Regions from separate parts of the Sus scrofa genome. Here region 1 is linked to region 2. The links are chromatin contacts, called in public HiChIP or PLAC-seq maps. All regions are on one chromosome and are shown on one strand. Each heading gives the region's core, a stretch centred on a gene start, on an enhancer-like site or on the middle of the called end of the contact. The rest is flanking DNA. Distances are from core to core; before and after follow the strand shown. Region 1 holds the start of TIMM13 (mitochondrial import inner membrane translocase subunit Tim13). Region 2 holds the start of SLC39A3 (zinc transporter ZIP3).

The links. HiChIP or PLAC-seq counts read pairs in DNA pulled down with a chosen protein or histone mark.
Region 1: a contact with region 2 is called in an H3K27ac HiChIP or PLAC-seq map of skeletal muscle, with 2.7 times the contacts expected there. The contact joins the promoter of TIMM13 here to the promoter of SLC39A3 in region 2. A contact is called at or near these places in 1 of 47 Hi-C or Micro-C datasets (epiblast stem cells) and 1 of 2 datasets of contacts at active chromatin or transcription factors (skeletal muscle).

What each region holds. Positions count from the first base shown.
Region 1 is chr2:76,145,303-76,148,645 of Sscrofa11.1, reverse strand. TIMM13 (mitochondrial import inner membrane translocase subunit Tim13) reads right to left here and starts at 1,700. Exons shown (of 3, transcript XM_003353990.4): 1 at 1,514-1,700; 2 at 1,359-1,427; 3 at 483-1,188. The coding sequence starts at 1,633. The coding sequence ends at 1,090. LMNB2 (lamin-B2) reads right to left here. Exons shown (of 12, transcript XM_003353991.4): 12 at 2,082-3,343.
Region 2 is chr2:75,907,003-75,910,459 of Sscrofa11.1, reverse strand. SLC39A3 (zinc transporter ZIP3) reads right to left here and starts at 2,009. Exons shown (of 3, transcript XM_005652818.3): 1 at 1,840-2,009; 2 at 226-563. The coding sequence starts at 435.

The sequences.
Region 1 (3,343 bases), core at 451-2,950, 240 kb before region 2:
AACAACTGGCCACTCCTGCAGCATATGGAAATTGCCGAGCCAGGGACAGAACCACAGCCACTGTAGAAACAACACCATGTAGTTATGTTGTGAGCCACAAGGGAAGTCCTTTGGTTTGAATTCAATCCCTGGCCCAGGAACTTCCATAGGCCTCACCTGCAGCCATTAAAAAAAAAAAAAAAAAAGAAGAAGAAAAAAAAAAAAGGAATGAGCAATAATAAGGAAGGGAGTAGTTTGTCACCAGAGCTGCTCCAGCCCTTTCCTCACAACCTATCCACCCTGACCTTTTGCAGGAAGGAGGTCCCTGCTCAAAACCTGCCAACCACCACCCCACCTTTTAGTAGGAGTGAACAGAAATCTTTAAAGATTAACTTTCAGTTAATCCTAATGCATAGAACACGAAGACACATACACACAAAAACAAAACCACGAAACCCTGCTGGGAGGAAAATGGTGGCAAATCTGACTTCCAACAAACGCTGTCTCATTATGTGTGGATTTTACTACATTAGCTTATTAAATAACACACGCATCCGCAGCCTCGACCAGACATTAAAGACCAAAAAAGATAAAAAAGAGGTGGCACCCCACTCCCTCGGAAAAAGCTCAGCCCCTTCCCGCGTAGACATACACACAGGCCTCCTTGTTAAAATTAAGCCCCTCTCGCCAGCTAAGAAGCTGATCTGTGAGTTCGTTTGTTCACGCGTCTCCATACTTTAACTGCTGAATAAAGCTTGTGCTGTGTCCATCTCAGCTTCAGGCTCCACGGAACAGAAAAAGAACACCCCCTAGGAGACATAGAGCCTAAGCCGGCCCCCAACAGGGTCCATATGACACAATTCGGTAACAGGGGCACTAGGGAAGGCACCACCCGGGCCAGGGGCCCCCCAGACGCAAGTTACACTCGCCGGCACGTGTGCGCGAACGGGGCACGGAGAAACAGAATACCAACTGTCCCAGCACCAGTCTGGTCCTCATAAACTTCTGGCAGGCAGCACGCACACGTTGGCCCCCGCCTCACAAACAGCATTTATGGAGATGGAACTGGGAGTGGGGTGGGGTGGGAAGTGGGCTGCTGGCGCGTCGCGATCACATGTTGGCTCGTTCTCGCTGCAGCCGAGAGTTGTAGGCACGGGACACGGTGTTCCAGGCGTCCATGTAGCGGTCCATGCACATGGCGATGCACTTCTAGGGACGGGGAGGGCGCGGGGCTCAGGTCTGGACCGCTGGCTGGGACCCCCAACACTCCCAGCAGCGGACTGCGCACGTGCCCACCGCACCGCCCCGTTAGTCCGCGCAGGCGCAGAGACCTCCCTGTCGGTCGGGGCCCACGACCAGTCTGGCTCCCTGGGTTTTACCTGCTCCGAATTGTCCAAGGAGCCCCCCGGCTTCCCGATGCACTTCCGGAAGCACTTGTCCGTCATCCTCTGTGGGGACACACGAGCGCTCAGTTGCGACTCCTCTCCCAGGGGCCCCGACCACCCTCAGCCCCGCCCCCGGCCCGGCCCCGAACCTGCAGCAGCTCCTGCGCGTTGGCCACGGCGATCTGCACTTTCACCTGCTCCATGATAAGCCCCGGGTCCAGCTTCCCGCTGCCGGAGCTCCCGAAATCCGAGCCAAAGCCGCCTTCCATATCTCCGCAAAGTCAACTGGAGTGCGGCCGCGTGCGCCCTCCCCAACCCGCGCCGGAAGTGGGCCGCCCCGTGGACCCACGGGAAATGGAGTCCGGGCACGAGGGAGCATGGGCGGGCGGGATACCCTTACCGCGCGGGGGGAGTCCCGCGCATGCGCAACAGGAGCAGGCCGCCGCCGATTTCCCCGAGACGGATGGAGGCCCAGGGTTCCGCGCTCAGGCCCCGCCCCCCGCGGGTCTCGCCGCGCGTGCGCACGAGGCGGCGGGCACTTCTACACTAGACCTTGAGCCCGGGGAGGGACATGGGCGTGTCACGTGGCCAAAGGGGCGTTGGTGAAACCCGTGGGTGAGGAATGCCAAAAACTAGGATAGCGGGTCAAACTAGGAACATTAGAGGATGAGAGCTCCCGCTCCAGCTGGCTGGCGTCGGAGTGAACTCAGAGGGAGATTTTTAAAACCAAAATGTTTATTGGAGTGTTGTATAAAAGTTTCCAGTCATAAAAGGTATATTACAAATCATTGGAGAAAGCAAAACACACGTTTGGCATGCATCTTAAAAATCACCCACAGATGTCTGAAATGTGTCCAGACAGCCGGGTTCTTGAAGCCGAGTCCACCAGCATGTTGTACAGATGATCCCTTACGGGTTGGAATTAAGACCTTTCCAGTAGCTTTAATGTCCTTGAGGAATGTCAGTCCCAACTCGGATATGCTGATATAAATAGAACTGCTGGGAAGACCGTGTGAGTAAAAACCCCAAGTCAGAAGCCTTGCTGTTAGGAAAACAGCTGAACGCCCAAGTCTTAGGTGAGCACCCAGGCCCCGGGGGAAAGGCAGCAGTGTCTCCCAGGGATTGCCTTGCCGACCTCATCCTTGTAGGCCACTCCTTCCCTGGGCTGGGCCGAGAATGAGTTTTCTCTAAATTGGTGCTACAGTTACTTGCAGTCACATGACAAGGGCTTAGAAAAAAGAATCACTTCGGCATCATTTAAATGGCTGAAAGTTAAGCATGTTAAAGGGCAAGTGCAAATTGTTTCCTAGGCTATGGCTGCCATTTTAACATTGGACTCTTGTTTCCAAATACTTGAATATCCACAACTGTTATCCAACTCCAGCCATAACTGGCCACCAGCCCAGCATACCCACCAAAGGCACCTCAGTGCCTGCCTGGGCCACCTCTAGGGTCCACTCAAGACCTCATCCAGGCAACTGTGGGGCAGGGATATGACCAAAAGGTGGCTTTGAGGCAAATCACCTGCGAGGAACAATCCCAGCCAGGGAGCCTGGGGGCTCTTGCAGGCCCCAGTGCAACCCTGGGGCTGGTTTTTCTGGGCCGGCAGTGAGGGTAGGGCCCTCTCCCTTCCTTCTGGGCCAGAAGCCCTGCCTGCCAAATTGTGTCAGCAATTCAGACCCAAAAGCCAGGACATAGCTTTGACCCCCAAATTTCCAAAATACCTTGAAGGATGTGGCTGAGCCCAGTGCAGTTTCCACATGATTAGGGGTCACCTCCACCCACCCTCCCAGCACCTCATCACGCCCTCCAGACCCTCACTAGCCCTCACTTCCTGCTATGGGGAGGGGTGGGGAACAGCCCACGGCCTCAGAGGCCTGGAAGCCTCTCACTCTTGGGGAAGGTCACACACTGGGTGGGGATGGTGCGTTGCCAGGGCAGGAAATGCTCACCAGGGGCCTGCACCTTCCCCGAGAGGC
Region 2 (3,457 bases), core at 760-3,259:
TATGCATAAAATAAATAAGCTACAAGGATATATTGTACAGAACGGGGACTACGCCAATAGTTTATAACTACACAAGGAATATAACCTTGAAAAATCATGAATCACCATGTTGTACACCTCTAACTTAAACAATCTTGTACATCAACTATATCTCAATTTAAAAAGAAAGGAAAAAGGGAAAGTATAGAGACCCTCTACCATAAGGTGCCAAGGGCTGCTGCTTACCTTTTCCCTCACGGCGGGCAGTAAAGCATTGAAGCATGTGGCCAGAAAGACCCCGCCTCCAAAGGTGTTGCACAGTGAGAGGATCTTTTTCGAGCGATGGGCCTTCTCAAAATCTGACTCGATGATCTTTACGGGGAGCAGGGAGCCAAGCAGCATGAAGAAGAACACGCCCACCATGCAAAGGATTTTGGCCACCAACAACTTCATCATGGTGGCGGCCCGGACTGCTCCGGTCACCGGTCGCGGCAGGGCCAAACCATGTGTGGGCGTGCACTCTGTCCCAGGAGGTGCTATGGGGTCCAGCCACACAGCCGGGCGCTCATGCCTCAGCCTAGCCACTGTGAATGCCAGGAACAACCACGTCAGCTGTTGGACTGGTTATACAACTAGCTCTAGGGAGCAAGCCCATCTCCCCCAGCATCTCACCCCCATCCCAGGTCTGACACACATCACTGCCTTCCGCAGAAAATTCTCCATGGCTGTCCAACATGGCTAGGGAGTTAAACTTAAATAAGATGTAGAATTCAGCTCCTCAGGTGTGCTACCTGTATTTCAAATGATCAGGAGTCACCTGTGTCTAGCAGCTACCATACTGGACAGCACAGAGAACATTTCCATTGTTGCAGAATGTTCTGTGCCCCACTGCTCTTACATAAAATCCAAAAGTTTTACCCTGAGGCAAAGACTCTCCACCATCATCTCCCCTCACTGGTCTTTATGATCCCTAAAGGTGCCAAGCACATTCCTGCCTCAGGGCATGTGCACCAGTTGTTCTCTCGGCTTGGACCCTTTCTCTTCCCTGACCTTCCAATGATGTTTGTTTTCCAGGTCACTGCTTCCAGGACCCCTCAGGAGGGCCACCCGTGGGCTGACCCCTGCCCTAAATGGCATCCCTTGTACCAACCGCAAGGCCTGGTGCAGAAGAGACGCTCAGTAACCGCTTGCTGAACAAATGGATGAGCTGAAGCATGTGGACCTCTTTACCAGACTCAATGAGCCAAAGTGGTACAGATCTCACCCTAGACCTGAAAACATCACTGTTAGTAGGAGGGACCCTGCTCCCTTGTCCTTTAGGCTTCCTCCCCAGTCTCCCAGTTCTCACTGCCTGCGATCCCACATCAGCTAAAATGCCACCTCCCACCCCCTCCCCTGGCATTATTTTCTGGCATTATTGGTGCTACAGGGAACTACATGATTTAAAATCCCTATATGTCCACAATCGCCCTGGGCTGCTACCTCCACGGGAAAGGGGAGGCGCCAAATACCTGTGAGTGTCCAGATCCCCCGGTCTGTGGCGCTGGGGTGAGGGGAGTGGCCTGGACGCCCTCAAACCGAGGGCTGATCGGGCTGGGTAAAGGTGATCGGCTCATTCATTCATCTTTTCATTCAGCACGTAATGAACGCCTTCTGTGTGCTCCGCGCTGCACCGGGAGCCTAGCCCAAGAGGGGACAACTCGCGCTCCGCTGGGAGAACCCGACGCAAATCACACATATCACCGGTAAAGGCGAAACCACGGCGGGTGCCCCGGCGGGCCCTTGGCTAACGGACGAGAAAGCCTCCTCCGCCCCGGGATGCCCCGCCCGGCCCCCAGCCCCGACCCAGCCCGCACGTACCTTCGCCGAGTCCTCACCCGCCAGTCTGAGCCGCCCGCCGCTCAACCGCCGCGCGGTGTTTGACCCCACTGCCGCGCTCCCGGCCAAGCCCTAGCTCGGCGCGCCGCTGCCTACGCCCCGCCCACGCCTTTGTCTACTGGTCCCCTCAAGCTCAGCGGGACAAGTTCTCCAAGCCACTGGCTACTGTGACTGCCATTCACCCCGCGACTCCACCTCTCCCACAGGCATGGGAAAGTAGTTTCCTCCCATTGAGCGGCGGGTACAGCCTCCGGGCGGCTCCGGCGGGAAACTCCAACCATAGAGGAAAGGTTCCGGTAGTTTGGTTTCCAGAGCTGTCCAGGGGCCCCTGGTGCTGAATACCGTTCAGATCTAGGCTTGGCCATTGTCAGGAAACGATTTGCTAAGGAAGACTATTTCTCTCGGAGAATCCTCGCTGATGATGCCCTTCCTATGGGCTTAAGAAGCAGGTTTATCCGTTCAACCTCTCTGCCTTCTATGTGCCAAGGCCTTTCCTTGGAGAATATCTGTCAAGAGAACAAAAAAATCTCTCCTTTTTTGGATCTTACATTCTAGGAGAAGACAGAGGAAATAATTGATAAACATAATAAGTGATAAAGTCATGTCAGAAGGCCACAAGCGCTCTGGAATAATAGAGCCTAGTAAGGGTTATCAAGAGTGCTGGGTGGGAATCCCCGCTGCCATGCAACAAATCGACAACGTCTCTGCAGCGCCAGGACACTGGTTCCATCCCTGGTCAGGTGCAGTTGGGTGAAAAGATCCGGTGTTCCCACAGTGACTCTGATCTAATCCCTGGCCCAGGACACTTTAATTGTAGCCTTTGAGAGGCCCTGAAACTGAGGACTCATTTATGTGAACATGGATTCCTGACCCACAGAAACTGTGAGATAATAAATGTTGCTCTTGTGAGCCACTGAGTTTTGTGGTAATCTGTTAGGCAGCAAAAGATAACATATATAACCTCATGGTTCCTGGTGGGATTCATTTCTGCTGTGCCACATGAGTAACTCCCAGAAAGTTTTAAAAAATGATTAAGAAACGTCTTATGATGTATTACTAAAGTTGTCTCATAAAAATATTAAGTCGGAGTTCCCGTCGTGGCGCAGTGGTTAACGAATCCGACTAGGAACCATGAGGTTGCGGGTTCGATCCCTGCCCTTGCTCAGTGGGTTAACGATCCGGCGTTGCCGTGAGCTGTGGTGTAGGTTGCAGACGCGGCTCGGATCCTGCATTGCTGTGGCTCTGGCGTAGGCCGGTGGCTACAGCTCCGATTCAACCCCTAGCCTGGGAACCTCCATATGCCGTGGGAGCGGCCCAAGAAATAGCAACAACAACAACAAAAAAGACAAAAGACAAAAAAAAAATAAAAATAAAAATATTAAGTCAAATGTAAAAGAAAATATAGGAGTTCCCATTGTGGCTCAGTGAGTTAAGAACCCGACATAGTGTCTGTGAGGATGCAGGATTGATCCCTGGCCTCACTCGATGGGTTAAGGATATGGTGTTGCCTTGGCTGTGGCGTAGATTGACAGCTGCAGCTCCAATTTGACCCCGAGCCCAGGAACTCCCATATGCCACAGGTGTGGCTGTAAAAAAAAAA